Linked DNA regions of Sus scrofa: regions 1, 2 and 4 are each linked to region 3. A link is a contact called in public HiChIP or PLAC-seq and promoter capture Hi-C data. All regions are on one chromosome and are shown on one strand. The core of a region is the stretch at or near the end of the contact, and the rest is flanking DNA. Distances in the headings are between cores, read along the strand shown. Region 1 overlaps METTL6 (methyltransferase like 6). Region 2 holds the start of METTL6 (methyltransferase like 6). Region 3 holds the start of CAPN7 (calpain 7). Region 4 holds the start of SH3BP5 (SH3 domain-binding protein 5).

Region 1 (6,238 bases), core at 2,144-4,643, 180 kb before region 3:
TCCAGTCTGTGTTATGTTATAGGAATGTAAATAAAATTGCAAGGCCTGAGAAGGAAAGTTTTATGATACAGCATGATTTAGCCATGTTGTTTAAGGTTCCACGAAGGAAAGCGCAAGGGCCCTGCGGCACTTAGAAAGCTTCTTTACTCCTGCAAGTTGGTGTATGTGCCTCCAGGCAGCATGTCAGACAATCCTGTGGAAAAATGAGGCCACACAGACAAAAATAACACATCTCTATGTATTTTTAGTCTGAAGGCTTGTTCTCTTTTCTTCTTTTTCTAGTCTCTGATATTTGCCCATTTTCCTGTGCCTCAGTTCATTTATGTGCCTTCTCAGGACCAGTGTCCACGAACGCCGCTTTTGCTACATCTCAAGGATACCTCATGGCTTCCTGCCTCATTCTTGAGACCTTCTATAATTGGGCCAGTCCCGGCCACACTGCCCCGAGGAAGGGAGCAGGAGGCCATCACCTGTCTCAGCTCCCCACTGGGAAATGAGGGGGTGGCAGCCAGAAAGACAGCCATGGCTGGTATCCAGGTGGGCATATGGGAAAATCCTTAGATTGGTCTGCTGACCCGCTTCCCAAGCGTTTGCACGTAATGACTCCAAAATAAAATCAGAGTTCTTTTGGCCAGCTAACAAAAGTTGATCCTGTAAGCCTTTACGTTTCCCTTTTTGCAGAAGCTGTTTATGAGACTATATGTCTTGAGTGTGTTGCCCAGACTGTGTACATGGCCAGCTAGAGCCCTTTGATCCCCACCCCATCTGAAGGGGAGCAGTCTCAGTGGGGAGGGGGCTCGATAAGAGTCATAGCTGTTCTGTACAATTGGAGTAGACCACCCTAGCTCCCGGGGAGAAGAGGGACAAGCAGTGGGGCTCAGCATGTTCACTGGAGGCCTCACTCTGCCATCTCTCCCTGACTGCTTGGGAGGGGCCCCTGTTTCTTGCTGCTCTGTTGTTTTCTGTATTGTTTCCCCTTCTTTTGAAGGCTGGAAGATGGCTATCCTAGGTGAGAGCAAATAATGAGGACTAGTACAGTATTGTCCTTTGCAACAACCTGTAAAGAAGGTGGCCCTGGGGGGTGGGGCTCACAGGCCTCCTTGAGGGAGGGGCAAGCCCAGCCCCAGAGCAGTTTGTTAGGGAAGAGCCTTGACCAGGCTCCTCATCTCCAGTCCAGGACTCTTTCCTCTAAGCCCCCTCCAGTAGGTGAGTCCTACCCTCAGCTTCAGCCAGAACACTCCTTTAATGCCTCTTCTCAGAAGTCCTTTCACCCATTCCCGGAACTTCCACATGCTGTGGGCATGCCTCCCATCCCCCAAAAGGGACTAAAGTAGAAAGTAGGGGGCAGTGTGTGGCAGAGTAGTATAAATATGGATGTTTGTCATCAGAAGTCAATTGTGCCTTAAAAAAAGAGTTTCTGTTGTGGTTCAGTGGGTTAAGAACCCAACATAGTATCTGTGAGGATGCGGGTTTGAGTCTTGGCCTCGGTGGGTTAAGGATCTGGCACTGCTGCAAGCTGTGGCATAGGTCACAGATGTAACTCAGATCTGGTGTTGCTGTGGCTGTGGTTCAGGCCTGCAGCTGCAGCTCTGATTCGACCGCTAGCCTGGGAGCTTCCATATGCCACAGGTATAGTCGTAAAAATAAAAAAAGTCATTTGTGGCCTCACCCCTTACTCTGTTTGAACCTGAGATTCCTTACTTATAAGACAGGGATAACTGTCCTGAGACATGTACCTGCCAGAAGTCGCTGACCCAAGCTGACCATGTGTCCTGGAGACAGGAGTGACTCTAAAGCGAGCTGGACAGGCTGACGAGGACCCTTCCGTGAGAAAAGGCCGGCCCCTCTACCTTTGCCAGTGGTTGGCTGAGGGGATGCCTGTGAACAAGGCCCACAGTTTCCTCCAGACACAGCTTGGAGTTGTCTCCATCCTCAGGAGCAATGACAGCCCCCAATTCCTGCCCCATCAAGGAAGGGCTGCCAAGTTTTCACTCCGAATATTTAAAGCTGGCCTAATGACATGCGCATCTCTGGCATGGAACCAGGTAACCCCTCAATGACCTCACTTTAAAATATATTGGTTGTAAAATATACTTGAAGTTCAGTGAATGAGGTGACATAGTCCATCATGGTTTGGGCCAGTAGATTGGGGTATGAAATAAACGACTTCAGTCCTACTGCCTCAGTGTACCTTAAGACAGAGGAGCAGGTCTTCTGCACGTTGGGTGCCCAGGGGATCCAGGAAAGCACAGCCCAGCAAGATGGAGAGTTTACAGTACTATAGAAAATAGCATAAGTACTGCAGTGCTCCGTGGTATGGTATATACCAAAATATGGTATAGAATATATATTATACCACAAAGTATAGCACAATGATACTATATGGTACTATGTATTTCTTTTGGTGTATACTACATACAATAATACTAATTATGTTGTGCTATTTGGAACATGATCATCCGGGTTCAACTCCAGGACTTGCCCCATGCTAACATTCTTCTTCTCGGAGCTCCAGTCTTCACATCTCTAGGGCTGAGATCCTGCTACCTGCAGCACAGGGCTGATGCCAGGGTTAAACAAGCGCTCTGTTTACTTAAGAGCTACATTCAGGTGCTAGTTATTTCTACCAGCCTGTGTTCCCCAAGAAAATAACTTCTCCCGTGATTTTTAACCCATGCTCCTCTTCAGAAAGACCACCCTATTCAATCTGAGGGCCTTTGAAAGGCTCGGGATTTGGATGTCCTGCCACAAGGTGGCGATAGATGCCAACTAGTCCCACTGGTCTCCACCGTGCCGCCCCCCCCCAACCCCTTAATTGCAGTTAAAGAGGGTTCATTGTCCTTGAAGAACAAAGAAAATGTTTACAAATGTGTTTTCTAGTCAAATTTAGCTCATAAGAGTTTGGCCTCACTACAGGGATAAGACAGCAAGCATGCTTTTATCCAACATTCAAATAGTTTGCCTTCTGAAGGCAACGTTTTCAGGCAGTGGGCTCTAAAGATGTCTGCAGGGCTTCACCCCTCCAACTGGTTCTGTGGACTTGCCTTTCTGGTTGCTGGGGGTTAAAGCAAGAGGAGGACCACAGCGTGGTCCCTTGTTTGCTTCACACATTATTCAGTTATTCCCTATTTCACAGTTGTTGATCAAGGAAGGGAAAATTGTGAAAGAAACCATGTCTACCAAGAGAGTATTTTCCAGGAGCGAGTTTTCTATAGTTGGGGAGGGAATATTTAACAGAAATTTACATAGGCTCCACTACTGAAACCAAGTATTTCATTAAAAATAAAATTAGCTGTTTTTTTCACTTTTCCTTTCTGCCCTTCTTAGATGTGTGGCATGTTATTAGCTGGTGTTCAGTAGGTACCAACTGGGCACAGGGGTCGCTGTAGCCGGAGTTCAGGGTTGGAAGGGAGGACAGTGCAGGCGTATGCTGAGAAGGAGGCCTGGCCATGTCTTCATTAAACCAAAGTAAGTCAGCTGGAAAAACAAATACAAACAATTCAGCAGGGGAAAGAGAAACAAGAAGAAAAGCTATGGGAAACCTGAGTGGGGCAACTGTCTTCATTTGCAGAGAGTGTTTCCACAGTACTCTCTACATGTCCACAGTAGAAGCACATATGTTTTTGTCTGGGGCACGGCTGTGGAGATGAGAACTGACACTCAGCTCCTTTAGAGGTATGGTTTAGATTTCTCTCATCAGGAGAAAATCAGTTTTGATTCTAATTTTTCTCCTTAAGAGGTATGGAATTCTTAGAATTCTTTCCTGTGTGTTCATGTGTGTGTGTATGTGTGTGTACACATACTTAGGAAAGAAAATATGTGTGTGTGTGTATGTACGTATACATGTAGATATTTATATATATGGACTTTTTCACAAAGGTTCATTAGCAGCATTTTTCTAATACCAAATATTAGAAACAGTCTAAACCAGGGGCTCAGCAAACTCTGGCCCATGGATCAAATCCAGCTGTTCTCCTACTTTTGTAGATAAAGTTGTACTGAAGCACAGCCACCCATGTGTACATATTGTTTACATCTCTTTTCTTGCTGTAACAGCAGAGACTACAGCCAGCAAACCAAATACTATCTGGTCCTTTAAGAAAAAGTTTGCTAACCCTTTATCTAAATGACCAGTAGAAGAATGGTTAAGCCAACTAAGATGCATCATAAAAGAAATAGAATATAGTCAATGAACATATTATCTAGGAAAAAGTTTTTTAAAATGGTAAACACACACACACATAAAAGTTACCATCCTAACTATTTTTAAGTGTGCAGTTCAAAAGTAACTATTCATGTTGTGAAACAGAGCTTCATCTTCCAAAACTGAAACTCTTTACCCATTAAATAACATTTCCCTTTTCCCAACCTCTGGTAACCACCATTCTGCTCTCTGTTTCCATGAATTTGAATACTTTAGGTACTTAAGATAAGTGGAATTATACAATTTTTGTCTTTTTTGTGACTGGCTTATTTCAGATTTCATCCATGTTATAATTTCCTTCCTTTTTTTTTTTTTTTTTTTGTCTTTTTAGGGCCACACCCACTGCATATGGAGGTTGCCAGGCTAGAGGTCTAATTGGAGCTGGAGCCACAGGCCTACACCACAGCTCACAGCAACGCCCGATCCTTAACCAACTGAGCAAGGCCAGGGATAGAACCCACAACCTCATCGTTCGTAGTCGGATTCGTTAACCACTGATCCATGACGGGAACTCCTGAATTTCCTTCCTTTTTAAGGCTGAATAAAATTCCATTTTATGTATAGATACTACACGTTATCTGTCCATGTGTGAGTAGACATTTGGGTTGCTTCTGCCCTTTGGCTATTATGATAATGCTGCTATGAACATGTGTGTGCAAATATTTGTGAGACCCTACTTCTATTCTTTTGGCTACATACTCAGAAATAGGATGGCTGGATCATATGGTAGTTCTATTTTTAATTTTTTGAGGAACCCGAATGCTGTTTTCCGTGGTAGTTGTACCATTTTCCCTTCTTTTTACTGAAATATATTTGATACACAGTATTTTGTTAGTTTCAGGTGGACGACATAGTGATTTGACATTTATATGCAATACAAGTTGATCACCTAAGTCCAATAACTATCACCACCCTATGAAATTATTACAGTATTATCAACTGTATTTCCTGTGCTGTACATTACATCCTGTAACTTCTTTTTTAACTAGAAGTTTGTATCTCTGATTCCCTTCACCTATTTTGCCCAACCCCCCATTCCCTCCCCTCTGGCAACCATCAGTTTGTTCTCTGTATCTATAAGTCTGTTTTTGTTTTTTGTTTGTTTGTTTGGGGGTTTTTATTTATTTATTTATTTATTTTGTCTTTTTGCCACTTTTCTTGGGCCGCTCCCACGGCATATGGAGGCTCCCAGGCTAGGGGGTCAAATTGGAGCTGTAGCCACCAGCGTACACCAGAGTCACAGCAACGTGGGCTCTGAGCCACGTCTGTGACCTACACCACAGCTCATGGCAGATCCTTAACCCACTGAGCAAGGCCAGGGATCGAACCTGCAACCTCATGGTTCCTAGTCGGATTCGTCAACCACTGAGCCACCACGGGAACTCCTGTTTTGTTTTTTATTTTTTATTTATTTTTTATGACCACTCCCATGGCGTATAGCCAGGGATTGAATCTGAGCTGCAGCAGCAACCTATGCTGCAGCTGTGGCGACTCCAGATCCTTTAATCCACTGCAAAGGGCCAAGGATCAAACCTGCACCTCTGAGGTGAGTCAAGCTGCTGCAGTTGGATTCTTAACCCACTGTACCACAGCAGGAACTTCATGTTTGTCTTATTTTTTTAGATTCCATATATAAATAAAATCATACAGCATTTGTATGATTTCACTTCAAATAATACTTTCTAGGTCCATCCATGTGTCATAAATGGCAAGATTTCATTATTTTTTTGGCTGAGTAATACTCCCTTGCATATACTATTAACCCTTGAATAACCCTGGGTTTATGGGCACCAACCTTCCATGCTGTCAAAAATCCATGTATGACTTTTGAGTTGGCCCTCTATGTCTATAGTTCAATCCACGTTGTATTCATGGATTCAACCAACTGCACATCATGTAAAACTATAGAAGTTATCTATTGAAAAAAATTCTGGAGTTCCCATTGTGGCTCAGCAGGTTATGAGCCCAACTAGCATCCTTGAGGATGTGGGTTAGATCCCTGGCCTCGCTTAGTGTGTTAAGGATCCAGTGCTG
Region 2 (5,950 bases), core at 2,360-4,859, 200 kb before region 3:
GTTCAGAGTAAGCACATCCTGTCACTTACCTGCCTATGCCCTTCAACCCTGACCCATGGCTCTAAGGCCAAAGAAGAAAATCTTACCGTGCTGCACTCGCCTGGGCTCTGCAGGCCGTGGAAGAGAAGGCACTGGCCTTCTCTCAGACCCATAAGCTCTTTCTTGAGGGATTTAACAAAGCCTCTGCGTGCAACATCCCATCCCCTTCCTCCCTTTCATTTATTCAACCTTTAAATCTGCTCAAAGGTCACTTCCTTAGGAAGGCTTGCCCTGATTTTCTAAAATAAAGGCAATGTTTTCCTCTATTTATTTAAACTCCAGAAGGGCAATAAATGTTACTTGTTTAGTTCAAGACTGTATTCTCAGTGCCTAGTCATAAGTCAGCACCCAGTAGGTAGTCAATTTGCCAAATATAGCATTTAATTCCCTGTATGGAATCAGAAACTGCCTGGCTCCTTAACTCCTTATTCATACAGTAAAAATTCGGAGTTGGAAAGGACCTTAGGGACCACTTATCTAACCTCTTCATTTTACACTGAGAAACTAAGGTGCAAAGGGGGATGATGTAACTCACCAAAGGCGACAGGTAATAAGACAGGGATTTGAACGGGCAGACAACAATCTTTCCTCAGCACAAAGCTTGCCAGGTCTCCCTGTCCAGGCCCTTTCATTCTATCACTGGTTACCAAGCACTTATTATGTTCCAGAATAGGGTTGGGACATGCAATGACACAAATTCATAAAGAGTACTTTGCCTGATCTTTTGGGCTCTGTGATCAGAGTGCTGCCTTGGGCAAAGCTTCGAAAGAGTCTCTCTGCAAAAGTTCTCCCTTCAGCTTTTAACTGGGTTTCTTGCCCCTAAATAAGTTGAATGTTCTGAACCTCTGGTTCTGGCCGAAAGCTACCAGAATGCACATCACCCCTTGCCATATACAGGAACCAGGCTGACCCCGCCCTCCCTCCCCATGCTCCTAAGCTGTTGCCACTTTACATCCTCCAGGTGCCTGGGTCTTTCTCTCTATAGCTGCTGGGGGGCAGGGCAGGGGCTGGGGGGGCGGTTAAACAACATCTAAAGGAGGGGTTAGTTGTCCGCATAGGACATCTGGAATAAATGGAGAAAAAGGGAGCTTGGGGAAAATGGCAAAGAATTATTTTTACTCAAGTACATGGGAAATGTGAATTCTATCCCACTCCATCCCCCAAACTGGCATTTTAGGAATCTACACATTCTTAAACAGGAGGAAAATCAAATTGCAATAATGTAGAATATGAAGATCCACTGTGATTCCACATTAGAAACAACAACGATGGAATAAAACCCACAGGGATATGCGGCAGCGTAATTGTGACTTCATCTCCTTTGCCGACCTGGAGCTCTCCTTCACAGGAAGTGTCTATAGATGCCGGCTTAAAGTCATCTAAAGGGAAAGGGAAAAAAACATTTATCTACCAGGTTACTAATACTAAGCAAAGGCTTCTGGGGCATTTTCACTTAAGAATTGAAATTTTTTATGACTCAGATAAATGGAAAATACAAACCAGTTAGGAGTTTCTAAAAAAGTATTTCATTGTGGAAAACTTCTCATACACAAAAGCAGAGAGAACAATACAACGAGCTCCTGTGTACCACCACCCAGCTTCAATAATTACCAGCTCCAAGATAATCTTGTTGCAGCTATACCTCCACATACTTTTCCTCCCATCTCCACTGGATTATTTTGAAGAAAAAAAAAAGCTAGAATGTATATACTATTTTATTAAGCAAAGATATTCCCCTCTCTCAAGTGACAGATGAAAATTAATGCCTTATTCATAATGAATGTTTTACTAGGGTAATTACAAGGATCAAAAGCAACAGAGCACAGTTTTTAAATCCTGTGATTGTAAAACCCAATGTGAAAAATGAAAAGCTACAGCATCATATGCGCTGATTTCATTTTGCATAGGAACTGTCAACATTAGGATCTGCCACACTCAAGTTCCATAGCTTTAATAAGGACACGCCTATAGATGTTTGGGGATGACCGCTGAACTGTATTTCCAAAGGTTAATCCTGCCTGTGTCTCTGGATTGCAGTTAAAGCACAACCTGAACAGCACTCTTACTTTTAACACACATTTGCCTCAACCTGCAGGCCAGGTGCCTCTTTGAAGTATCTTTCTTAAGCTCCTCACTTTCCTTCACGCTACCAACAAATAACCTCCTCAGGAAATGACGCTCCCTCACATCCTCAATATCCTCCCTCAGAAAGGGCTGATCTGCTGTCAGTAGGAAGAAGAGGAATGACGGTGCAAGTGACCACATGAAGACAGAACATCATTATCTAACACACCCTCTTCCAAGGTGTTGAGTCACCTCTGAGAGTTCCTCTCAGAAAAACAAGTCTTAACCAGCATTAGGGCTACCAGGATGGGAAGCCAGGAGTTTGTGAATCAGAGAGATGCTCAGTCAGCCAAGTCTTTACTCAGGACACAGAGTAGAAGGGCCCTCCCTCAACAGAGTCTGTAATCAAGGAGAAAAAGGAGACCCAGCATAATGACTATTTTCACATTCCTTATGTCTGCTGCTTCTGCTTCCAAACATAGACCAAGCTGTAACTTATTCTTGGCTCACAAATTCCAATTTTATTCCTCACCCACAAGGGACATGGTCCCGAGGAAAAGTCGGGGTAGTCCAGGTAACCTCAAAGGCAGACGAAAAGCTGGCACGAAGAGATGGAGGAGGAAGACTGATGCGGCGCAGAGGGGAATGCGGTTTCTGATGTTTGCAGTGGGGATGAAGCGCGGCGTTAGGGCGGCCAGAACCAAAACATACGAGAAAAGTGAGGACAACAGAAGAAAATGGAATAGGAGAGAGTGGAGGCAGCTCCCAAGCAAACGGGAAAAATCTTTGAATCGTGGAGATCCCCTAGTGGGTCGTGGTGGAGTGGGGGGCCTAGGGAAACGAGCTGAACCCTGATGTGGACTCGGCAACCTTTAGGCAGCAAGAGGGGTAGGTTCGGCACGCGGGAGGGCTGGACCTGGCAGGAAAGGGGGCCAATGGTCTTTGGAAGACGTGTTTGGGACCACGAGGCAGAGGAACAGGAGGGAGGGACGAAAAGTCTTGTTTGGGAAGAGTGAACCGGGAAAAAGCAAAATGTCCCTGCGGATCCGGGGAGATAGGAAGGGAACTGATGCTGGCAGGCTCCCCGGGCTACGGGATCGAGGTCGGCCTGTGGCGGCTGCGGGATGCGGACTCACAGCGGATGGTGTGGAAGGAGGCCCGCGGCCGATTCTCGAAGCTCTCCCCAAGCCGCAGGCGGTGCTCCTCGCGGTCCAGCAGAGGGTTGGCCGTCCCGTTCATGGCCCCGCACGGGCCGCGCGCCCGCCCCGGCGCCCTCCTGGCGCGCCCGCGGCCGGAGCTGCCGGCGCCTGAGTTCGAGGGAGCAGCGCTCCCGGGACAGCACCCCGGGGCGAGCGGAGAACCGAGCCGGTGCCCACCTGCGGCTGGAAATAAGTCCTGGCGTGCGCGTCGGGGCGGGGGACAACTGTGAGGAAGCGGGGCCGCGGAACTTCCGGCGCCGGGGAGGGACTTCCGGTCTCGAAGCGGAAGTGGCGGGGGCGGTGCCATGGCAAAAAGACTCCGCTGGGAGAAGCCCAATGCGAGGTGCTGCAGACTGGTTTGTCCAGCCGCTGGGTTTTACCGCGGTGGCTCCCAAATTCTACTCACGCGGTTGGGCCTGGGTGAGGGCTTAGCGCGCCCGGCGCCACCCTCCAGGGGAACCTAGGAACTGAAGACTGGGCGCTGGCGCGCGGCGGTCTCGGTGAACAGGGCTCCTCACAAGCGCTCACAGGTGCTCGTGGCCGGGCGGCCAGGTTATCCCCGGTGTCCTGGAACCCCACACCACGCGTCCCTGGGTCTCTTCCTTCCCTTTGCGCGGACGACTGCGCGAGGGCCTCAGTTCCTGGAAAGCGACGCCCCTCTGCTTCGTGAAACTCTGCGACTGAGGCCTCCCAGGCTTAGCTCCGTGTTCCTTGGAAACGGTGACACTGCTTCTGTCTGTGAATTGACCACCCTTCTCCAGTACCGGCAGCTGTTAAGTCGCCCCTTTCACGGGCACCGAACATTGACGAGTATCTTCCCCCAAAGGTTTCTTAGTTCTTGGGAGTGACTCTGTTCTAAACTAAAGCGATTTATTATAATAGTTGACTTATTCAGGTTTGAATTAGAGTTCTATGCGTGAGAGCGCCCTGGCAGCTGAATGTCAGCCCTCTGTAGGCAAGGGCAGTGTCTGGGTCTTCTTTATGACCTCTTTTCTTATAGCGGGGCAGGGTTTTGTGTAGGGTCGGCCACTAGTAAACATTTGGTGAATTGAACTGTTTGGTGAAAAAACTGTGTTAGAACCACTAACTCAGCATCTTTAAAACTGTTCCAGAACCCCCAACCAGAATCTCATTCTTTTTTCCTGCAAAACACCCGACGTTGCCTGAGGCCTGAACCCAAAGAGAGGGGCCGCATCTGAGAAAACTCTGCCTGTGTAGTATCTGCTTGAATTTCTCGGGTTATTCGCGAAGGGAGAATATCCAGCAGTGTTAAATATATTACCATCAACTTAGGAGATGGCTTCTTTGCAAAGGAAAGGGCTGCAGGCAAGGGTTCTCAGCTCTGAAGAAGAGGAAAAACTGAAAAGAGACCAGGCTTTAGTGTCTGATTTTAAACAGCAAAAACTGGAAAAAGAGGCTCAGAAAAACTGGGACCTTTTTTACAAAAGAAATAGCACTAATTTCTTCAAAGATAGACACTGGACCACCAGAGAGTTTGAGGAGCTCAGATCTTGTAGAGAGGTAAACTAATATTACGCCTTATTTGAACTGTCTTTCATTAAGAATGTGTGGAAGAGGGGTGTTTTATTGCATTCTCACGGGCAGTGTGAGGTAGAGAATATATGAAGCCTGTCAAAACGCTTCATAAGTTTTTGTACCTTAGAAATACACTGTTGGAGTTCCCGTCGTGGCGCAGTGGTTAACGAATCCATGAGAAACCATGAGGTTGCGGGTTCGATACCTGCCCTTGCTCAGTGGGTTAACGATCCGGCGTTGCCGTGAGCTGTGGTGTAGGTCGCAGACGCGGCTCGGATCCCACATTGCTGTGGCTCTGGCGTAGGCCGGTGGCTACAGCTCCGATTCGACCCCTAGCCTGGGAACCTCCATATGCCTCAGGAGCAGCCCAAGAAATGGCAAAAAGACAAAAAAGAAAAAGAAATACACTTTTTATCTCAAGGAGTTTTAGCAGTTCCTGGGCTTTAGTGGGCATTTTCTGTTTCTTTAAAGTTAATCCCAAAGTGGTAAATATTAAATTCATACCAAATGGTTTCAATGATAGCTTCAAAATAATAATGATGATGAACATTTTGCCACAGCCCTTTTCTAGAACTTTACCTGTGTTCTGTAATTGAAAGCTGGTGATAACACTGTGAAGTTTTTATTAGTATTATCCCCTCTTGCTGATGATTTTGAGGCACAGAGCTATTTAAGTGATTTGTCCAGCAGTAGAACACCAGGCAAGGGGAGGAGGCCAGATCTGAGTGTGGGTGGTTTAATTTCAGAGCATGTTCTGTTACTAATATAATGTGTCTTCTCCATACCAAACTGCCCAATATTGGACAACAAATGAGGTATCGGTATTAGCTTTCACTTATCACGACTCCACGACGACGGAAACTTTGTCTGTGTTTTAGACCTTTTAGTTTGTTTCTTCAGTGTGCAGGTGTAGTGTACTGTAAATCTGGATTCTCTTTCCTCAGTTTGAAGATCAAAAATTGACTATGCTTGAAGCTGGCTGTGGGGTTGGCAACTGTTTGTTCCCACTTTTAGAAGAAGATCCGAATATCTTTGCCTATGCCTGTGATTTTTCTCCAAGAGCAGTTGAATATGTCAAGGTTGGTGCAGCATCTATGTATTCTGTTATATTT
Region 3 (6,770 bases), core at 500-2,999:
TTCTTCAGCCAGTTAGGCTGTGGCTAGTGAGGAAATGCCTTCATTCTCACCATCAGCATTCTGAGAGGGTGACCAATGCTACCACACAGAAAGTCCACAGAGAGACTTTCCCAGGTACTACCACCTTCTCTGCAGTAACCTTAGCATGTGTACTTCAAAGAACCTCATGCCTGATTATCTGGATCCAAAGAAGCCACCCACTGATCCAGTTATTAGAGCTGGAGTTGTTTCCTTCAAACTACAAAATCAATAAGAAGAGTACAGTTTTGGTCCAAATTGAAATTGGGGATAGAAAAAATACGTTTTCCTCAGATTTCAGTAATTCAGATATCTCAGGGGAGGGAGGAAAATATAACCTTATATGTAAATATTACAGCCAATTTTTAAAACTGTTGGCATCAACTTTATTTTACTCATTTCATTTATACTTGAAAGTGACTAACAATTAAAGAACCCCTTTTAGAAGAGTATGAAGACAGAAAACACTAAATATCTGATAGTTTACATAAACAGCTCCTACAAGCACAACCACTTTTCTGACTCTCAAGGAAAAGAAATTCTTCATAGTAACAAGCAAATCTTACAGCAAAACAAGAGGCACACTGCACAGTATTTTCTTTTGCCTTAGCTATTTCAAATGGCACTATTTTCACCTACAAACATTGGTCAGTTATTGCACAAAACTAAAACAGAGTTTTACTTTTTAAATACCACTCTAATGAAATTGTCAACAAAAAGTCCAAAAGGAATGATTCTAAAACACATCAAGTCTCTAAATATAGATTATAAAGGCAATTAAATATTAACCTGAAAAAAAACCACACGTTAATGACAGCATATACGTTTATAGGAAAAATTTACTACTACTGTATAATCAGTCGACATTGCTTCTAAAAGAAAAGGTAGTAATATCAAGAAGATACAGCTACCTCAGCAGGGAGGCGCAGGGCAAGACGGCAGCGAGACAGTTGTGTTTGCAAATCCTCAGGATTAGGGAGCAAAGAGTGGACTGTGAAGCGCCTAGTCTTTAATAATTCTGGCCCCAATAATTATCCAAATGAAATATCAAAGAAACATGTAAAGCATGAGTATAAGGATATTATGACGCTGAAGATCAAAATATAAATGTTCATAAATGAACATAAAATGACCGGAAGAGTTTGTAAATACACCAAGACACAGCTACAGAATGCATCCACTAACAAGGTAATATTATGAATCTTAAAAAAATTCATAACTTTTTAAAAGTTTCAATGAAAAGATTAAAACAGTATAAACAGTACGATTTGGGGTTTTTTTAAAGGTGTGTAGACACATAGGCGTAGAAAAACAAAGATACAGGTCAAACGCTAGGATATCCGATGCTTTATTCTTTTTAATTGACTTTCTGAGTCCGTCTGAGCACGCACTGTCTCCGAGTACATCCAAGACAGTGAGACCCAGTGAGCTGACAGCTCAGCCTCGCCTTCAGGACGGACCCGACCCTGGAGAGGCTACCAAGCCCAAGAGGAGGACTCCGGGGCGGGGGCGGGGACAGGCCTGGCCTCTCAGCGGGGCCACCGTCCCCCACCCCCGAAGGACAGCGGGAGCGGCGATGCGATGCGAAGCCCATCAGGCAGCACCTGGGCCCGCCCCCAGCCCACCTTGTAGTAAAACACCGCCTCTGAGTAGCGGCCTTCGTGGTCGCGCTGCACCGCCAGCCGCGCGAACTGCACAGCATCCCGTTCCAGCGCCGCCGCGTCCATGGCGGCCCCGCGGCGAGGTCCTCCGCCGCCTGCTGCCCAGGCGAGGCCCGGGCCGCGCAGAAATGCTGGAGCTCACTTCCGGCGGCTGAGGAAGGACAGCGGCCGGCCCCTCAGCACAGACCCGGCTCCCAGCCGGCGGGCAGCCTGACTCCACGGCCGCCGCATTCCCCGCCCCGCCCACCGGTCGCACTGCGCAAGCGCGGCCGGCCGGGTAAGGCGAGTCCGTGAAGCCAGGGCGCCGGGGGCGGTGGGCGGGGCCCGGCCTCCGCGGGGCCGAGTGCACGTGACCGCCACTGCGCCCAGGATTGGACCGACGCAACCGGTGCCACGTCCGAGCGGACGCTGCCTCCGCCCTCTACACGCAGGTGGTAGTGCCCTGCGAGGCTGTTGCTGGCCAGATTAGGGAGGAGGGGCGCATGCGCCTTACGGGGCTCTACCCACTCCCGCCTCCCCACCCCCCCCCCCCCCCCCCCCGGTGCCGGAGAGCTCTTCCCATCTTCTGGGCTGCTTTTTTAAAAATTAGGGAAATACAGTAAGGACATAGGATTCTTATGCGATACTCTTTAATAAGTTTATAGCCGCAAATTCAATTTTAACCCTGTATAACTTTCCGAGGTTATAGTACTGATTGAATTGTGTAATAACAATGTGTACTTATCCTTAGGTTAACAATGCTGTTGTAATACTCAATTAGGTGATTACTTGGCTAATGGTCTTTCTCTTTAAAACTCTGTATTCAGCAATAATAAAAATAAACTAGTGAGAGACACCACAATATTGACAAAACTCGAAATTCACTGTATGTTAAGATGAGAGAGTACAACTGTGACTATGTTTATAAGAAACACCAGAAAAGATGAATCTAATCAATAACGTGTGAAGCTGTTAGGGAACCATGGACCCAAACCGCCTGCCCTGGCTAGCACCGTAGTAGCACCTCGGCTCAAGTCTCCCACACAGGATGTAACACCTTTGCTTAAGTCTCCCACATCAGGATGCTTCAAAAGAACACAAAACCAGTGAAGGGCCTAAAACCAACCTGGAGGAAGCTCAGGAGGGGCCAAGAAGGGCAGGAGACTCCAGTTTATATGTCTTGCTAACCTCCTGGAAACACTCATGCTGGAAACTACCTTGACTAAGAGATGCATAAGCCATCAGGAAGGGCTTTGATCAGAACAAAGGAAGGCAGGAGCAAGGTGACTGGCCAAAGACAATCTGGAAATCTGATGCCCCCGCCTGCTACCACAAAAACCGGAGAGTGTGTGCCACAAGGCAGAGTAGTTCTCCTGGTTTCTGTTACCTGCTGCTCTCTGCTGAAGTGCCCCTTTTCAACAGTCTTTTGCTTTGTCAGTCATGCGTCTCCTCGGACAATTGATTTATTAGTGTTGAACAAGAGCCCACTCTCAGGGGACTCATCCAGTGACAAAATCACATCAATGTTTGGTAACGGATAAGAGAATCTTTTGACAGATTTATAAGCATTTCTTATTTCTTTGGAGGCGATGGAAATGTATTGTGTCTTGAAGGTGATGCCAAAAACACATGCATTTGTTAAGACCTATTATTACACCGTACATTTTAAACGCATACTTCTAATTTTCCTTCATTATACCTCAATAAAAATTTTTTAGTCAGTTGGCTTGCATTTAAATGGGACGCAATTTCCATAACTGTTCCTTCACATTTGGTGAAGTTAATAACTATCTCATTGGATGGTTGTAAAGCGCACAGATGGAGAATTTGACTCTGCCTGCTTCCCATTATTAGCTGCTACAGTTTAATAACTGAAGCAGGGATGGTTTCTGTCTCTATCAGTTTAAACCCAGAATTAAGCCCAAGCTTTGGTCCAGAGCAGGTGTTGAATAAATATTTCAAAATGTTGAGTGAGTCACTCCCCTGCTAAATATACTCAATACACCCTCCCCTATCTTGATTCTAAAGAATGAAGTAAAAATTCCTTAACACAGAATAGAAGTTTCCTTAGAACTGGAGCTCAGGGTGTGTTCCCAAGATATTTGCAGGAACTGATCCCCAAGCTACAGCAGACGAATGCAGTTTTGCTCACTCAGAAGAGGGCTTCTGTGTCTACTGTTCCCCCTTTCGTCTCAGCTTGTAGAATTCCTATCTCCTCTTGAAGGGGGTTTTTCTAGCTCTCCCTGGATTTGTGATCCCTCCCTATACCTTCTCATTTATTCCCTTATTCCTTGTTCACTTATTTGCTGATCACTGAATGCCTACTTGGTGCCAGGCACAGAGCAAAACATTGAAGATACAAAGATAAATGAAAGAGAGTGAGATAAGTCTGGGAAAAGCAAGTTAAAGCTTCAAAGTTAACTACAGTCTTTAAAAACACTGAGACTTCCATGAACATGGTAAACCTTGTCATGTATTGAGGGCTTCTCTTATTGCTCTCAGCAAGGTTTTATAGGGCACAGGTCTTACACATCCATCTTTTGACAGATTTATAAGCATTTCTTACTTCTGATGCTATTTTAAATGGTGTTACTTATTTGGAGTTCCCTTCGTGGTGCAGCGGAAACGAATCCAACTAGAAACCATGAGGTTGTGGGTTCCATCCCTGGCCTTGCTCAGTGGGTTAAGGATCCGGCATGGCTATGAACTGTGGTATAGGTTGAAGACTTGGTTTGGATCTGGCATTGCTGTGGCTCTGGCATAGGCCAGCAGCTACAGCTCTGATTAGACCCCTAGCCTGGGAACCTCCATATGCCGTGGGTGTGGCCCTAAAAGGACAAAAGACTAAATAAATAAATGAATAAATGAAATAGAACAAAATAAAATAAATGGTGTTATTTAGTTTCAATTTCCTCTTGTTTGTGTTAGTGTATAGAAATAGTGTTAATATGTATATATTGACTTTATATCTGGCAATCATAGATTATCCAGAAAAACCTGAAAGTGAGGTGGTGGAGCTTCATGACAGCTACCTGCAGAGAATGTTTACCGGGATATATAGCCTCTACCTGGTCCGCCAGGTCTGTGACATTTACCCTGGCAGAATTTGTCCCATGTTAAGCACTCAGAGTGTCTTGATTAAAATTCCCTCATCCTAAAATAAATAAATAAATAAATAAAAATAAAAAAAATAAAATTCCCTCATCCTACAGCATGAGAGCTCCACACCCCAGAGAGCTAGAAGACACCCTGAGAGAGAGGTGAGCTTGAGAAAACTGGTCACATCCTGCTCAGGAATCCCAGGCTGTTGTGAATCCCTGGCTTCCTTCCTACATATGGCTTCACAGGCAGAAGCAGCAAAGCATCCTTGTGAAATCTGGACTTGCAGAGGCTTATGGAAATAGCACTGCTCTGGGCCACAGTAGGTAGAAACAGAGTAGTAGTAATAGTAATAGTAATAGTGGTAATAGTAGTAATAGTGGTAATAGTAGTAATAGTAATGATAGCAGTGACAGTAGTAGCAGTGTTTATTATTAGTAGTAATAGTAATGATAGCAGTAATAGTAATGGTATTGGTAGCAGTAGTAATTGTGGTATTAGTAGTAGCAGCAGCAATTGTAACGGTAGTAGTTAAGGTGGCCATAATAGTAATGGTAGCAGTAGCAAATGTACTGCTAATAGTATTGTAACGGTAGTAGTAGTAGTAACTGTAGTAGTACTAGTAATAGTAGTAGTAACAATAGTAATGGCAGTAGTAGTAGCAGTAATGGCAGTAGTAGAAGCAATGGTGATGGTAGTAGTAGTTGTGGTAGTAGTAGTAATAGTAATGGTGGTAGTGGCAGTAGCGGTGGTAGTAGTAGTAATGGTAGTAGTGGTGGTAGTAGTAGTAGCGGTGGTAGTAGTGATATTACTCTTTTTTAAAGCTGCCAGCCCAGTAATGGTAATTTATTACTTCTTTCAACAAATAGTAAGAATTCGCTTGGCCAGACACTGGAGATTAAAACGAAATGACGAAAACCACTCACTCTGCAGTGAGTAAGACATGCAGAAGCCAACCGTTCAAATAGCCTTTGATACTGGCTGAGAGAAAGGTAAGTTAGGGGCAGAGGAGAGCATCCAAAGCAGCCCAGTGGACTTTCACAGAGTGTCGCAGAGGAAGAAATGCTGTTTATCAACCAAAAAATAATGCAGGAGGCTGCAAACAAGAAAAGAGTTTATCTGGAGTCTTGTTTACTACAGCGCCTTCATTAATGATCTTAGCTGCATCTCCTGGATAACTTGCTGCAGCTTCTACATCAGCACTTGCTGCTTCATTGCACTTTTATGTTATAGAGACGGCTTCTTTCCTAACCCTCATGATCCAACCTCTGCCAGCTTCAAGCTTTTCTTCTGCAGTTCCTTACCTCTCTCAGCCCTCTTAGAAGCCACAGTTTGGCTAATTGTTTGGCACAAGAGGCTTAGCTTTCAGTCTTCCTCACTGAGTTTAATCATTTCTAGCTTTTGATTTAAAGTGAGAGATGTGACTCTTTCTTTCACTTGAACACTTAGAGGTCATTGCAGAGCTATTGAATGGCCTAATTTCAATACTGTTGTGCCTCAGGGAATAGGGAGGCCTGAAGAGAGGGAGAGAAAACAGTCGGAATACAGCTACAGCTCTGATTAGACCCCTAGCCTGGGAACCTCCATGTGCCATGGGCGTGGCCTTAAAAGGACAAAAGACTAAATAAATAAATAAATTATTTAAATAGAATAAAATAAATGGTGTTATTTATTTAGTTTCAATTTCCTCCTGTTTGTGTTAGTGTATAGGAATAGTGTTATGTTACCCACAGCATTTATGGATTAAGTTTGCCATCTTCCTATAAGCATAGTTTGTGGTGCCCCCAGAGATTCCAATGTAACATCAAAGATCACTGGTCACAGATCACCATCACAAATTCAGTAATAATGAAGAAGTTTGACATAGTGCCAGAATTGCCAAAATGGGACTTAGAGGCACCACGTAAGTGAAGGCTGTTGAAAAAAAATGGCACTTTTAGACTTGCTCAATGCGGGGTTGCCACCTTCAATTTGTAAAAAATGTACCATCTCTGAAGCATAATAAAATGAGGT
Region 4 (6,397 bases), core at 3,074-5,573, 130 kb before region 3:
CTCCTTTAGTTTTTTAAGCCACTGAAGATCTCAAAGAGCTGTAGTTTATGTGATTGTATCTACTGGTAGTTACTGTGTAGAAATTAAAACAATTAAAAAAAAAAAAAAAAAAAAGGAGGGAGTTCCTCTTGTGGCACATCAGAAACAAATCTGACTAGGAACCATGACGTCGTAGGTTCAATCCCTGGCCTCGCTCAGTGGGGTAAGGATCTGGAGTTGCCACGAGCTGTGGAGTAGGTCGCAGACATGGCTTGGATCTGGCATTGCTGTGGCTGTGGTGTAGGCTGGCAGCTGTAGCTCTGATTCGATCCCTAGCCTGGGAGCCTCCATATGCCATGGGGGGGCCCTAAAAAGTAGGGGAAAAAAAAACAATTTTTAAAACCTTTAAAATTAATTCAGCTAAAAATAACAATACATTTATTACATGTTAAATATCATAATTTCATAATTTACTTTAGTTTCTAAAATGAAGAGTAAAAGAGTTTCCAGAGTTTTCTTGTGGCTCAGTGGGTTAAGGAGCTGATGTTTTCACTGCTGTGGCTCAGGTTCGATGCCTGGCCTGGGAACGTCTTCATGCCAAGGGGGCGGAAAAAAAAGTTTCCAAAACAGATAGTTATAAAGGAATTGCTTTACATTTTTGCACATCTCTTTAATGTGCTGCAATAGGGGACAGCTGGGTTCTCACAGCATCTGCATTAAATCCGTTGTGGTATGTTACATAGTTTCTGGGAAACTAGGATGAACACTTGTAAGAGAATGAGTGTGGAAAAGCAAATCCTGTCTTAGTCTGAAAGTAGTTTTGACCTCACGGGCATCCTGAAAGGTCTTAGAGACCTCCAGGGGTCTGTAGCCCATACTTTTAGAGCCACGCATCCAGAACAGTATGGTGGCGAAAATAAATATTAAGCATTTGCTTGGGTTACAAGCCACTTACATGGCTTGCATTATTAGCATGTGAGGTAGGCGGAAGTTTAGGATTACCCCATTTCCTGCCCCCTACTGTACGTATTCCCGTACAATGCTGGGAACCTGTGAATATGACAGGTCAGTCACGGCAGTGACTAGGTGGTAAATATGGCAAAACCCTCTCCTTGAAAAATGGGAGACTATTCTGGGTGGACCCCACCTAATCAAGCAAATCCTTCAAAGGGACTGGGGTCTTCCTGAAGAGGAGATTGAAGTATCAGAGGGACTCGACACACAGGAAATCTCTACTGCTGGCTTTGAAGTTGGAGGGGCCAAGTGGTCAGGAATGCAGGCAGTTTCCAGCAGCTGAGGTTGGTCCTTGGCTGGTAGTTAGCAAGGAAATGAAGACTTCAGTCCTACAACCACAAGGAAGTGAATTCAGCCAAGAACCTGAATGAGCTTGGAACGATTTTCTCCTCAGAGCCTTCAGAAAGGAATATAGGCTGGTTGATGTCTGCAATCAGTCTGGGAGACCTTGAGCAGAGAAGAGAGTCACACCAGGTCCGAACGTCAGGCCTACAGAACTATGAGGCAATAAATGAGTGTTGTTTTAAGCCACTAAATTTGTGGTAGTTTGTGACACAGCAGTAGAAAATGAATACATTATGCATTGTTTTAAATTTATTTTAGAAATATACAAATAATCATAAATATACCTACCCTCTTTGTAAAAAATGAAAACATGATTGAGGTGTTCCCATTGTGGCTCAGTAGGTTAAGAACCTGACTAGTACCCATGAGGATGCAGGTTTGACCCCTGGCTTCGCTCAATGGGTTAAGGATCTGGCATTGCCACAAGCTGTGGCATAGGTCACAGATTTGGCTTGGATCTGGTATTGCTGTGGCTGTGGTGTAGGCCAGCTGCTGCAGCTCCAATTCAACCCCTAGCCTGGGAATTTCTATATGCTGCAGGTGAGGTCCTAAAAAGACAAAAAAAAAGAAAAAGAAAAGAAAAGAAAATATCGAGCGATTAAAAGTTCCCTTTGACCACCCCCCAATCCTAGCCAATCTTGGCCCCTCCCTCCCTTTTCCAGGGCTAGCCATCCTTTGTTGGGTATGAATCCTTCCTTTTAAACCTTTTTCCTATACAGCGATGTGCATATGTATGTAATGAAATACATCGTACCGCAGTGGTTTATTTTCCTTATTTTAGCTTCAGAACACTATTTGGGATTCATGCTATGGCTGGTCCAGGTCTTCTAAAAGAGCAACAACAACATCCACAACCAAAGTCTAAACTGAGGTTCTAGAGCAGTTTCCCTATGTCCCATAGAGGCATTTTGAGCCACCCTATTGCTCTTAGATCCAAGCTTAAATAGAAATGTATTTTGGAGGCTGTTGTTTGAGTTGAGAAGCATTTAGAACCAGGGCTGACCTCACTTTCCTTGTTTTCAACCTCTGTCTCAGTTTGTTCACAATCAGGATGAAACTGCTCAGTTATAGGCTCAATCCTGAGCCACCAAGGAAACACTGGTGGCTCTTGTGTCCTAAAGTGACTCTTTTGTTGTTGTTGTTGTTGTTTTGTTTTTTAGGGCCACATCTGAGGCATACGGAAGTTTCCAGACTACAGGAAAAATCAGAGCTGCACCTGCTGACCTATACCACAGCCACAGCAATGCTGGATCCAAGCTGCGTCTGCGAACTACACCACAGCTCATGGCAATGCTAGATCCTTAACCCACTGAGTGAGGCCAGGGATCAAACCCGTATCCTCATGGATACTAGTTGGGTTTGTAACCCGCTGAGCCACAACAGTTACTCTTAATGGCCGTCTTGATCCTGACTTCACCTACCACTGGAAAACGAAATGCAACCATGTGTTTAGCAAGGAGCTTGAGAACATCTCTCAAAGAATTGCTGACGCTTCCTTGATTTAAAGAACAATGAACAGGTGTGACCTGTTTAGAAACAAACCCAAGGCTCTACTTCCAGGAGACAACAAAGGTTCTTTGACAGTGGACCACAGTGTCTGAGTGTGTAGGGTGGAAGCCTGCCCAAAGAGTAAACACCCCCCTCCAACTAAGCCTTTCAGAAAACCATTATAAGCAGGTTTTTCCAAGCTTGGCTTTAATGACAGGCTCTCAGAAAGAAGCTCCTTTCTCAAGCAAGTCTTCCCTTCAAACTCACAGAGCCCATGGGCCACGAGCCTCCATGTAGGAAGTGTGTACACCCTGCAATTTTGTAGTGAAGGAGACATTAGCAATGGCCAGTGGCAATGTCCTTGCCTGCTTCACTAAAGTCATCTGACTTTCTGCTCCCCTGACATCACAGTGGATCTGACATTTCATAAAAGCACAGATATACCCTTATTCTTTGGCTTTTTGTGATGTTGAGTTTGCCAGGCAAGTAAGTTCTGGCTCCCTACCTGTTTGGGTGGGCAGGAAAACTTACTAGCTCATAAATCCTTGGACAGAGTGTGTCCATTAACAGGGGTTACACTCACATCTTTTTTTCTTTTTCTTTTTCCCGCTACCCCTGGAGTATATGGAAGTTCCTGGGCTAGGGGTTGAATCAGCACTGCAGCTAGGTCCCTAACACCACCAGCCACAGGCAAGGTGGGAGCCGAGATGCATCTGCAACCTATGGTTGCCTGCAGCAAGGCTGGAACCATACTCATTGATCGAGGCCAGGGATTGAAACTATCTCCTCACAGTGACACTGTCAGGTCCTTAACCCACTGAGCCACAATGGGAACTCCACACACTCACATCTTCTTGAGAAGGCTGTACCCACCCACTGATCTGTGGATTTTCCATGCGTCCTGGCTATTCAGGGAGGATCACCTAACCCATCGAAAAGCACGTAGCTTGGCCCAGTGGGGGCCACAGCCTTTGGACCAAGAATCCACGCATGGAGCTGCAGCTGGCTCCTCTCTTTATCCTTTTGTGTTTATGTGAGTATATGTTGTAGTTCCCTGTTCTGGGGAAATCTTCAGGTGGATTCAATTCCCAAGGTCACCCACGGGGGCAAAGCGCTTCCAGTGTATACAGGAGTTTGAGTGAGTCTTGAAACTGGTCCCGGGTCACTGAATACCAGCTTCTAAAGGTGACTTCAGACAGTGGCAATACCCCTAACTTCCCTTCCAAGCAGTTAGTTTGCCTGGGCAGAGGAGGGAGGGAGAAAAGCACTCTTGTCACCAGGCGGCTGACGTTGGGGAGCTTGTGATCTCTCCGGGCTGCTAAGTTAAAAGGGGTGAGGGCTCCTCCATTTCACGACCCTAAGGTTTTCCGGGAGTGAGGTTTTGTGACGGAGCCCGGGTGCCGGGGCCATAGCTGGGGCCGCGCAGGGCGGGCGGGCCGGCCTGGGGCGGAGCGGGCGGCGCTGCGCTTACTGCCGCGGCGGACAGGGGGCGGCCGCGCCCACTTCCTCCTGCTCGGGGCCGGGGACCCGCGGCAGCAAGCGGCGCTTCCAGAGCGCACCGGGCGGTGGCCAGACGGCCCCGGCCCAGCCTGCGAACGCCACTCCTGCGCTCCGAAGTCCGCCGTTCGCTTCGCTCTCCGGCCACCCGCATGGACGCGGCGCCGAAGCGGAGCCGGCCGGAGGAGGCGGCCGAGCTCCCGCCGCCAGCCCGGGACTCGGAGGAGGAGGAGGAGGAGGAGGGGATGGAGCCAGGGCTGGAGGAGGAGGAAGAAGTGGACCCCCGGATACAGGTAGGGCGCGTGGATCCCGGCAATGGCACTGAGCCCGCCTCGCGGTCCCCGGTGCTTGCACCCGGGAGAGGTGGCCGCGTAGGTCCGGGGCTGGAGGAGACAGTCAGAGTACCCGGCTTCACCCGGTTCCTGGGAGGCTGCGGTGCCCGCGTGGACGCGGCCTGACTCTATCGCGGGGATTACCCCGCAGGATCCGTGGGGTCGCCGCAGCGTGTCCGGCGGCTCGGGAGGGTGTGCAACAAAGAGAAAAGGGGGCGGGGGCGCCACGCCGGGCTCCCGGAGCCCGAGGGCCGCGTGGGCGCGGGCCGGGGGCGGTGGGCGTCGCCGCCCCTGCAGCAGGGTGGCCTCTCATGCTTGGGGTTCGGAGCACTCACCTGGCGGAGGTGCCCGGCCTGAGCCTGCCTGAGCCTTCTCCCTCTTGCTTTGATTCGTTGTTAGCAGGACGAAGGGTTTATTGTCACCACGGCTCAGCCCTCCGCTTGGCCTCAAATGGTTTAAAACCCAGCGTTTCCTCCTTTTGAGGTCGGCAGTGAACAGAAATTGGGGGCTAACAGCGCAAAGCTAACGTGGCGAGAAGGCGAGGGGATTGGCCTGGCTTCCTTGCCTCCATTTCTCTGGGAGATGATTAAAAGACAGTTTCCAAGCCGAGATCTAGCAGCGACAGCTTAACCTCTTCACCCTCTGGGGAAAAAGCACAGCATATTCCGTTCCAAGACTCTTTCCATAAATCATTTTTTAAAATAAATATTGTTTTGCAGCACGCGATGCGATTTCTGAAGACCTAATTGGTTTTTCAGTGCGCAGATCAATTAAAAGCTCATTTAACTCAGCTGTTGGCGTTTAAATGAATTGTTACGGCAGGTTAGCAAGACAAAGATCAGGTGGAAAAATCTTTACATTAGGAATTCTAAATAAAATCAGTTTGAACTACTAAATTTTGTTTTCTGGGTAGGGGAATTCTGTTGACAAGATCCTTTGTTTGCAGAGTAAAATGAGTTAACTTCATACTGGGCACTTTTTTTTTTTTTAAACAAAATGTCAGTTTGTAAATGTTATTTAAAGATCAATGTTTATGTTAGTTTTAGTTTGTTTTGTAAACAGCTAGGAAGGTTGAATAATTGGCAGTTTGAAAAGATTTTCGTCTCTAAAGAAAAATACTCAACCATGGATGAGTAAGTGCCAGAATTCTGCCTTGATATAAATCATTTCACTGGGTTTTTACTTTTGGCATGGTTTTGTTTGCTTGCTCTTACTGGTTTGGGTTTTTTTTTTTTTTTTTTCTTTTTCCTGCAAGTTTTTGCTCTAAAGCAGAGGGTTATTGTTTGGATTCAGCCCTTAAATCATTGTAACAGGTGAGTTTACCTGAAGGCACATACCTGGAATAAAATATTTGACCTTCTAAGAAAAGAAAATTCCTCGGACCTTAGTCATTTTCAGAAGGGCTACCACCCAGATAAAGGTTTCAGAAATGCTGACATTTCATTTGTTCTTTAGCCAAGGCTCAACTGTTTTCCTTGAAAATTAATACTGACTGGTTCCTCTTCCTGCAAATGATGCTGGAGTAATTTTGCAGGTTGGGAGGGGGGCAGAGTCATACCAGAACAAAAGACAATCCCTGAAAGCTTTTTCTCTCCCTTTTCTTCATCAGGGAGAACTGGAGAAGTTAAATCAATCCACGGATGATATCAACAGACGGGAGACTGAACTTGAGGTACAGAAAGCTGGGTGCTTGTTTTTGGGGAAGTGGCGTTGTCTCTCTGACACCAGGCTGGTTCATTTTG

The links. Promoter capture Hi-C pulls out the DNA fragments that hold promoters and counts their contacts. HiChIP or PLAC-seq counts read pairs in DNA pulled down with a chosen protein or histone mark.
Region 1: an H3K27ac HiChIP or PLAC-seq map of alveolar macrophages shows a contact between it and region 3. The contact joins the enhancer-like site here to the promoter of CAPN7 in region 3. A contact is called at or near these places in 3 of 5 promoter capture datasets (fetal skeletal muscle, liver and skeletal muscle), 26 of 47 Hi-C or Micro-C datasets (alveolar macrophages, blood, brain and 15 more) and 2 of 2 datasets of contacts at active chromatin or transcription factors (alveolar macrophages and skeletal muscle).
Region 2: a contact with region 3 is called in a promoter capture Hi-C map of fetal liver, with 4 times the contacts expected there. The contact joins the promoter of METTL6 here to the promoter of CAPN7 in region 3. A contact is called at or near these places in 3 of 5 promoter capture datasets (fetal liver, fetal skeletal muscle and liver), 8 of 47 Hi-C or Micro-C datasets (blood, brain, fetal heart ventricle and 4 more) and 2 of 2 datasets of contacts at active chromatin or transcription factors (alveolar macrophages and skeletal muscle).
Region 4: an H3K27ac HiChIP or PLAC-seq map of alveolar macrophages shows a contact between it and region 3. The contact joins the promoter of SH3BP5 here to the promoter of CAPN7 in region 3. A contact is called at or near these places in 1 of 5 promoter capture datasets (liver), 3 of 47 Hi-C or Micro-C datasets (embryonic fibroblasts and skeletal muscle) and 2 of 2 datasets of contacts at active chromatin or transcription factors (alveolar macrophages and skeletal muscle).

The regions. Positions count from the first base shown.
Region 1 is chr13:2,632,791-2,639,028 of Sscrofa11.1, reverse strand. METTL6 (methyltransferase like 6) reads left to right here. Exons shown (of 5, transcript NM_001206446.1): 5 at 1-57. Among named protein-coding and RNA genes, the nearest start is that of EAF1, 19 kb to the left of the region's middle. Within about 2 kb of position 3,393, at least 14 of the 83 cell types and tissues checked have an H3K27ac peak or open chromatin away from gene starts, as enhancers often do. A contact at or near this core is called in alveolar macrophages, omental adipose tissue, retroperitoneal adipose tissue and 1 more, where this site is marked.
Region 2 is chr13:2,652,488-2,658,437 of Sscrofa11.1, reverse strand. METTL6 (methyltransferase like 6) reads left to right here and starts at 3,609. Exons shown (of 5, transcript NM_001206446.1): 1 at 3,609-4,823; 2 at 5,783-5,917. The coding sequence starts at 4,599. EAF1 (ELL associated factor 1) reads right to left here and starts at 3,609. Exons shown (of 6, transcript NM_001206456.1): 1 at 3,240-3,609; 2 at 1,324-1,418. The coding sequence starts at 3,609.
Region 3 is chr13:2,447,364-2,454,133 of Sscrofa11.1, reverse strand. It overlaps CAPN7 (calpain 7), which reads right to left and starts at 1,749. Exons shown (of 21, transcript NM_001097443.1): 1 at 1,644-1,749. The coding sequence starts at 1,745.
Region 4 is chr13:2,583,527-2,589,923 of Sscrofa11.1, reverse strand. It overlaps SH3BP5 (SH3 domain-binding protein 5), which reads left to right and starts at 4,323. Exons shown (of 9, transcript XM_003132063.5): 1 at 4,323-4,616; 2 at 6,265-6,327. The coding sequence starts at 4,476.